Linked DNA regions of Callithrix jacchus: region 1 is linked to region 2. The links are chromatin contacts, called in public Hi-C maps. All regions are on one chromosome and are shown on one strand. The core of a region is the stretch at or near the end of the contact, and the rest is flanking DNA. Distances in the headings are between cores, read along the strand shown. Region 1 overlaps PITPNC1 (phosphatidylinositol transfer protein cytoplasmic 1). Region 2 overlaps PITPNC1 (phosphatidylinositol transfer protein cytoplasmic 1).

Region 1 (4,260 bases), core at 1,104-3,603, 220 kb after region 2:
CAGTGACATGCTGTCACTCTCAACAGGAAGAACCGGGACACAGCCCACAAGCCTCGATTGGTGACTACACTATGACACAGCCAGAGATTGGGGGCTGTAGAGCACTCAGCTGGCCTTGAGCAAGACTTTTTTTGTGGGGTGAGAGTGGTTCTGGATTCTCTCATGGCTTCAACCTGAGAGACACATGGTACCCTCAGGGTAGAGGGAAGCTCGGTGCTGTCGATGGAGGTCACCCAAAATAGGCCTTGAGTGCTGTCTGAATGGTAAAAATCAAACAGGCCGAGTGCGGTGGCTCATGCCTGTAATCTGTAATCCCAGTACTTTAGGGGGCCGAAGTGGGAGGATCACTTGAGGCCAGGAGTTCAAGACCAACCTGGGCAACAAAGCAAGACCTTGTCTCTTATACAAAAATTGAAAAAATGAGCTGGGTGTGTTGGCACACACCTGTAGTCTCAGGTACTTGGGAGGCTGAGGCAGGAGGGTCCCTTGAGCCCAGGAGGTAGAGGCTGCAGTGAGCTGTGATCGTGCTACTACACTCCAGCCTGGGTGACAGAGACCCTGTCTCATAAATAAATAAGACATTCTGCACAGAGACAGCAATGGATAGAACTGTACGACCTTGAAGGCAACATCCAGAGTTTCCAAACTTTATCATGCACGGGAATCATCTGGGAACCTCGTTGCAATGCAGGTTCTGATTCAGAGGGCCTGGGTGGGGCCTGAGATTCTGCATTTCTAACAAGCTCCCAGGAGATGCCGATGCCCCTGGTCCATGGACCACTGCTGGAGCAGCAGCACTTCAACCCCAGACAACAGGTTAGTATCACAGCGCAGCACCCAGCCCTGGCCCAGCCCCATTAAATCCATGTATCTGGCCAGGTGCAGTGGCTCACACCTGTCATCCCAGCACTTTGGGACGCGGAGGTGGGAGGATTGCTTGAGCCCAGAAGTTCAAGACCAGCCTGGGCCACCTAGTGAGACCCATCTCTTAAAGTAAATAAATAACAATTCAATAAATAAATAAAAATTAAATAAATAAATCTGTATATCTGACAGTGAGGCCAAGCACTAAGATTTTTTGTTTCCCAGGTGATTCTTATGTGCATCCAGAGTTGAGAACCCACTGGCTGAACTAATTCCAGCTCTCGATATTAAATAGACCTACAGACCTGAGAAATTCAGTCTCTAGGCTGGGCATGGTGGCTCATGCCTATAAACCCAGCAATTTGAAAGGCCGAGGCAGGTGGATTACCTGAGGTCAGGAGTTCGAGACCCCTGCCCCCTCCCTGGCCAACATGGGGAATCCTTAGCTCTACTAAAAATACAAAAATTAGCCAGGCATGGTGGCACCTGCCTGTAATCCCAGCTGCTCAGGAGGCTGAGGCAGGAGAATTGCTTGAACCCAGGATATGGAGGCTGCAGTGAGTTGAGATCGTACCACTGCCCTACAGCCTAGGCCACAAATTTATAGTCTTCAAAAGCACTTTAAAAGAGGATAGAATATAATAGTTATTTGCATGATATTGTCTTAGCATCTTTGAGTGAGGAGTTAATACTGTCCCTCGTGATCAAATTCCATAAATAAGGACTGCATGCTAACTCTATGGGACACACTGGGTATTTTTAGTTTAGAGACTGCTCTGTTGCTGTGAACTCCCCATGGCCCAATTCCTTAACTGACAATCAAGTGAGAAATGGATTGGAAGTCCCAGTGGCGTCCCAGTCAGAACTTTGAAAAATCCTCCTCAAATTATTCCAGCTATGGGCTCCTGGCACCATCTGATTCCTGATGCAGAATCTACAAAGCGAACACTCATTCCCTCCCCTCCCAGTCCTCCCTAATCCTGCCAGTCCTACGCTCCCAGGTGGTAACAAGGTTCTCTGCTGCCAACTTTCAACTTTCTGTGCAATAAACAAACCTCCCTCTCAGCAAAGGGCATCAGTTCTGCCAGCCACCAACAGATGGCATCAGCGGCCGTACAAGGTCGTCGCAGCCTCTGCCTTGGCCTTGTTCCTTCATCTGTCATGTTTGCTATGTTTAAAATGGCAATGTCTTGTTAAAAACACAGGGAAGGTGAAAGAAAATGAGGTCCCAGTGCAAGCGTCTTTGGACAAATGAGAGTTGTAAAGGAATAAGACTCCCCAGCACACCAGGCTGTTTTATGAAACTTTACCAACAACCAAGGTTGTACCCAGCTCAGCAGGCGTCACGTTGGATTTAGAACACACAGGCTTTCAGAAACTAACCTATGAGAAGAGCTGCTGTGTCCCCAACTGCCATAACAACCAAGTTACTTCCCACGGCCCACACGGAAACCACACAGAAAGCAAAACACCCCTCCACCGAGAGGAAGGCTAGAACCACAGCAACCCCATTCAGAACCAAAGACCCTCTGCGAACCAGAACTCCATTTCCTCTTGATTCATCTGGCTGTGTGCTAAAAGGACCATCCGCCATTCCCAAGAAAACAGGGCTCTCCCTCATCCACAGCGTCAACGTCAAGTGTTCACACTAGAGCAGCTCAGCTCTTTCTGGAGAAAATTTATAGGTGAATGCCACTGTCTTAGTCTTTCAAAAGTAATGGTCAAGAATCCCGTGGGCTGAGTGTAGTGGCTCATGCCTGTAATCACAACACTTTGGGAGGCTGAGGTAGAAAGACTGCTTGAGCCCAGGAGTTTGAGACCAGCCTGGGAAACACAGTGAGACCTCATCTCTTAAAAAAAAAAATTAGCTGGAAGTCAAAAGGCTGAAGTGGGTTGTGATCATGTCACTGCACTCCAGCCTTGGCAACAGAGGCAAACAAAAAAAAAATAAATAAAAATAAAAATAAGAAGAATCCTGTGGATTGCCAGAATTGTGTGTGTTAATTTTAGATCAGTGGTTCTCAGCATGGGGCAATTTCGCTCCCCAGGGAACATTTAAGTGGTTACTGCTGGGGGTACGGGAGAGGGCACTATGGGCATCTAGAAGGCAGAGGCCAGAGGCACTGTGAAACAGCCTGCAATGCACAAGACGGCTCCCACGGCAAGGAATTATCCGCTCCGAATGTTGGCAGGGCCAAGGTTGAGAAACGTTACTCTAGAGGCCAGGAATTTTGGCCAAGATAATTAAAATTCCAAAAGTCAATTTCCCATTGTCATCACAGAAAACATCTTGACAGAGAAGACAAAAGCTAATTAAAGGGAACTCCTTCAAGTTCTCCCTCCTGACATGGAAATCGACTCTCCCAAACTTGCTTCTTATCCATTTGTGAGAACAGGGTGTCCCTTGTTTTTGCCAAGGCCCCCGCCTCTGGATCTCCTTCTCACTGACCTTCCTAGGAACTTTGCTCCATCTACCGTCCACTCCTCTCCAGCATCTGTGCTCCTCCTCCCCACACCTCCTGCTACCTGGCTCACAGTTTGGCTGACTTAAAATGGGCCATTTTCCCATCTTAAAAACATCTCTCAGCCCTGGACTTGGTAGCTCATGCCTGTAATTCCAGCACTTTGGAAGGCTGAGGCAGGTGGATCATGAGGTCAGGAGATCGAGACCATCCTGGCCAACATGGTGAAACCCTTTCTCTACTAAAAATACAAAAAAATAAAAATAAAAATAAAAAATTGCTGGGCATGGTGGCATGTGCCTGTAGTCCCAGCTACTTGGGAGGCTGAGGTAGGAGAATCGCTTGAACCCAGGAGGCAGAGGTTGCAGTGAGCCGAGATCGTGCCACAGCACTCCAGCCTGGGCAACGGAGTCAGACTCCATCTAAAAAAAAAAAAAAAAAAAAAGTCTTGCCCAGAGAATAAAATAAGTACTTGTGAGTCCATACTCATATAAATAAATGATGAGATAAATAGAGAAGGGACAAGTCTCCCTTAAGGAAGAATTCCATGTAATAAAGGCAGAAGGCATGGGAGAATAGAAAATCACCAGAATATTACAGTAATAATGGCTCCAGGCAGGGTCCACTGAGGAATGTTAAGTTCATGGGCAAACTTTAAGGGGAAACAGGGTACCTGCATAGACTCAATGCATCACTCCAAAAACATTTATTAGCCAGGTGAGGTGGCGTGTACCTGTAATGCCTGCTACACTGGAGGCTGAGGCAAGAGCATCACTTGAGCTCAGGAGTTCAAGGCCAGCCTGGGCAACATAGCAAGATCCCATCTGTACAAAATATTAAAAAGCAGGCCGGGTACAGTGGCTCATGCCTGTAATCCCAGCACTTTAGGAGGCCAAGGTGGGTGGACAGCTTGAACCCAAGAGTTCAAGACCAG
Region 2 (4,201 bases), core at 1,621-4,120:
ACGGGTAAATCATCAGGATTTGTCAATATACTGTCTTCTTTTTTTTTTTTTTTCTGAGACAGGATCTCAGTGCATCACCCAGGCTGGAGTGCCATGGTGCGATCGTGACTCACTGCAGTGTCGACCTCCTGAGCTTGAGCGATCCTTCTGCCTTAGGCCCCCATGAGGCTGAAACCACAGGTGTATGCCACAATGCCTGGTTTCATTTTTTGTATTTTCTGTAGAGACAGGGTCTCGCTATGTTGCCTAGGCTGGTCTCGAACTCCTCAGCTCAAGTGATCCACCTGCTTAGGCCTCCCAAAGTGCTGGGATTACAGGCGCGAGTCACTGTACTCTGGCCAACATGCTATCTTCTTAATCAATACATATATGTTTTTATTCTGAGGGGCCACAGAGATGCTATTGTTTCTGTTTTCCTGACTGTGTATCGATCCTAAGAAGGTTCAGAGGTTGTGTTTTAATAAATTCAGCTTTAAAAAAACACATAAATCAACAATATCACCACATCCTGCTAATCATTCCAAAGTTGAGAAAATAAAACCATTTCTTAAGGAAACTTAAAAAGAATAGAGACTGAAAAGAGAGGATGATTTAATAGTGAGGACCACTGTTAATAATCATTGTGGGATAATGTAGGTTTTCCCAATACCTGAAATGTTCTTATTAAGTGAGAAAGTAAAAACAGTATTTAAAAAATGTAAATCTTTTCCTAATGTGTTTAATGTATTATATATACTTACATCTGAGATATAATATGTTGAAAATATATCACTGTGCAAAAATACAGTTCCTTAGTTCTTCCTCAGGGTTTATTTGCTCTTTATGGCTTTTTTTTTTGAGACGGAGTTTCACTCTTGTTACCCAGGCTGGAGTGCAATGGCGCGATCTCGGCTCACCGCAACCTCCGCCTCCTGGGTTCAGGCAATTCTCCTGCCTCAGCTTCCTGAGTAGCTGGGATTACAGGCACACGCCACCATGCCCAACTAATGTTTTGTATTTTTAGTTGTGACGGGGTTTCACCATGTTGACCAGGATGGTCTCGATCTCTTGACCTTGTGATCCACCCGTCTCAGCCTCCCAAAGTTCTGGGATTACAGGCTTGAGCCACCGCGCCCCACCTGTTCTTTATGGCTTGAGAGCTCTTCTCTCACACTCAGGAACTCTATTATCACTATTATAATTAATTTTTGTTACTCTGGCTATCCTTGATATCCTTTGCCATTTTTATTTGCTGGGAACAGGGAAAACAGGTAACTGGGCTTATTAAAGACTCAGTCAAGGTTCAAGGCTTATCCTTGAGAAAAATGTGAAGTCTACTGCCCGTAGATTTTCTATGCCTATTTTGGCCTCCCAGAGACCCATTTTTCACTCTTTCTTGCCCACTGCCATGTACTTAGCAGTTGAAACTTCATTATAATGATAATACTGCATGGATAACCAGCATGAAACAATATAGCCACTTTGGAAATACTGAGTATGTAATGAATAGTCCTAACAGTATTAATCCTTAGCCCTTTTTTTTTTTGAAACAGAGTTTTGCTCTTGTTGCTCAGGCTGGGGTGCAATGGTGTGATCTCAGCCCACTGCAACTCTGCCTCCCGGGTTCAAGCGATTCTCCTGCCTCAGCTTCCTGAGTAGCTGGAATTACAGGCGTCTGCCACCACGGCTGGCTAATTTTTCTATTATTAGTAGGGATGGGGTTTCACCATGTTGGCCAGGCTGGTCTCAAGCTCCTGACCTCAGGTAATCTGCTGGCCTCAGTCTCTCAGAGTGCTGGGATCACAGGCATGAGCCACCGCGCCCGGCCTAATCCCTAGGTCTTATAACATCTGAGCAAACCAGAGTATTTTTCACAAAATGAAATCCGTAAGAGGATTTCCTGGGGAGAACTATTAAATTTTTTGAAAGAGAAAGTTTTTACAAAGGAAATAAATCAGTATGACTGTGTGAATAAAATATAAAATTCAGAATACATCAAGAAAAATCATACCTGTAAAGTTACCAATTTTTAAAAACATGAAGACTATTAAATGAACTAAGAAGTGACATTAAGATTATATAAAAGAGGCATTTATTTAACAGTAAAGTTGAGACCGAGAAAAATTTTAGTGAATCAGAGTATGCTGTTTTTGCTCTGATAAATGGATATTATCTTTGAAAAGGCAGACTTTCGGCCGGGCGCGGTGTCTCAAGCCTGTAATCCCAGCACTTTGGGAGGCCGAGGCGGGTGAATCACGAGGTCAAGAGATCGAGACAATCCTGGTCAAAATGGTGAAACCCTCTCTCTACTAAAAATACAAAAAATTAGCTGGGCATGGTGGCGCGTGCCTGTAATCCCAGCTACTCAGGAAGCTGAGGCAGGAGAATTGCCTGAACCCAGGAGGCGGAGGTTGCGGTGAGCTGAGATCGCGCCATTGCACTCCAGCCTGGGTAACAAGAGCGAAACTCCGTCTCAAAAAAAGAAAAAGAAAAGGAAGAAAGAAAAGGCAGACTTTCTTAATCAAGTGGCTGAATACATTGTTCTACTCCACATAGCCAGCAGGGGGCAGAAATAATCTAAAGCACAGAATTTTGATTTTCACTGCCAGAGGCTCTTAGAAGTTCCCTTCCTTGAAGGCGTTGAACCTGCTCAATTGAAAAGGAGACTTATTTCCTTACTGCTGTGTTCATGGATGTTAATTTTGCCTAATTTCAATCTAATTTGTCCCTGCACGGGTTGATGATCTAAAATCCATTTAGCACCCATGCCGTTTTTATTTGTGACAAACAACCACCTCCTGACTTTCACTGTTTTTCATTATGATACAGAAGAAAGACTACGGCAAACTAAATGAGCTCCAATTTAACGGAATTCCAAAGGATAATGGAAGTGTCATAGCATTCAAAATAACCACTTTGTGTGACTTCTCAGGAGGCAGGCATCTTTCACCCTAAAGTCACGGCAACAGCGCTGAGGTGCGGCCAGGTATTACATGGGCTTTCCCAGGGGGAGAACCATCCTGCGTTATCACCTTCCATATAGTAAGTGGACTTTAATTCGAAGTCATAATCACAGTAAAACTGAAAGAAAGCCAAGCAAAGGGCCTTAAGCTGTGGGCCTTCAGGACTTAGATAAGGCTTGAGACATCTGGCGTCCCCTCTTTTCCTGTGGCTTCCTTTGTTTGTCTGGTCATATTTATAGTGAACAGCTTTCAGAGAGGTCGAGGGGGAACATTTCTGTTGGTCGAGGGGGTCCAACATTTCTAAAAGAAAAGGTAATTGAAAGTGATCGAAATTCAAGGAGAGTTTCCTTAAAGAGAACGTCTAGGGGGAAGTCCTACTGGAATTGGTCTGTGCATAAACAGGAAACACCTCTTGTTCTAACAGGTTCCTGCAAATCCAATTACTGCATGCAAAAAGGGGGGAGAGTTAGGGCCCTCGAAACCTCAAGGGCAAATCACATGCAACCAACTGCAGTGCATGAGCCTTGCAGGGCACATTCCAAAGACATGCTCTAAAAATGTCACTAGAAATCTCCAAAATGCAATCAGAAGGTCTCCACAATTCTGAAGATCCATTTATGACAACAGCCACGTCTAAATTTCCTAGAATTACAGCACTGATTTTTTTTTTTTTAAATACCTACTATGTATTATTCTGGAGACTGGGCTAATGGACATGAGGACTCAAGGTAGAACCCAGAGACCACAGCTCAATGAAGAGAAATGATTTGATGCAAAGAAATGATTTGCTGATTACACTTTTCTTTGTTATCTCTATCTCTCTTTCATTAGCATGAATGATTGAGAGATTACGATACTTAAAATGCTGGCATACAAGATACAGTCAGCTCACAATTTCCAGGGTGCAATGAAATAACTGAGGGTCTCTGAGGCTTATCCTAAGTCCCAAGGATCAGCTCAGCACATCCCCAGCTCACACCCCTTCGCTGCTCAGCCTGTGTGTCTGCACAGACTGCAGCCCATCTTGAGATTATCCTAAGTAAAAAGGAACTGATTGGGTAAAACAGCTATAAAGAGCCACAGAAAGCTTTTCAAAGCAAATGTAAAGAAACCTAAAATAGCCGATGAGCCAGAAGCCCTCCCCGGAATGAATAAGTGAGTGTTAGCTATGTTTTTAAAAGTTACTGACATGTTATTCTAGTTTACATGACATCCGTTTTCACTCCTCTGCTCTTTTATGGTGCAGGCCGTTTTACTAG

The links. Hi-C and Micro-C count contacts between places; a contact is called where the count stands out from the background.
Region 1: a Hi-C map of skeletal muscle shows a contact between it and region 2, with 3 times the contacts expected there. The contact joins two enhancer-like sites. A contact is called at or near these places in 2 of 3 Hi-C or Micro-C datasets (both in skeletal muscle).

Annotation. Positions count from the first base shown.
Region 1 is chr5:90,787,513-90,791,772 of calJac240_pri, forward strand. The region is part of intron 1 of PITPNC1 (phosphatidylinositol transfer protein cytoplasmic 1); the gene reads right to left. Among named protein-coding and RNA genes, the nearest start is that of PITPNC1, 88 kb to the right of the region's middle. Within about 2 kb of position 2,354, at least 7 of the 16 cell types and tissues checked have an H3K27ac peak or open chromatin away from gene starts, as enhancers often do. A contact at or near this core is called in skeletal muscle, where this site is marked.
Region 2 is chr5:90,571,516-90,575,716 of calJac240_pri, forward strand. The region is part of intron 8 of PITPNC1 (phosphatidylinositol transfer protein cytoplasmic 1); the gene reads right to left. Among named protein-coding and RNA genes, the nearest start is that of NOL11, 24 kb to the left of the region's middle. Within about 2 kb of position 2,871, at least 7 of the 16 cell types and tissues checked have an H3K27ac peak or open chromatin away from gene starts, as enhancers often do. A contact at or near this core is called in skeletal muscle, where this site is marked.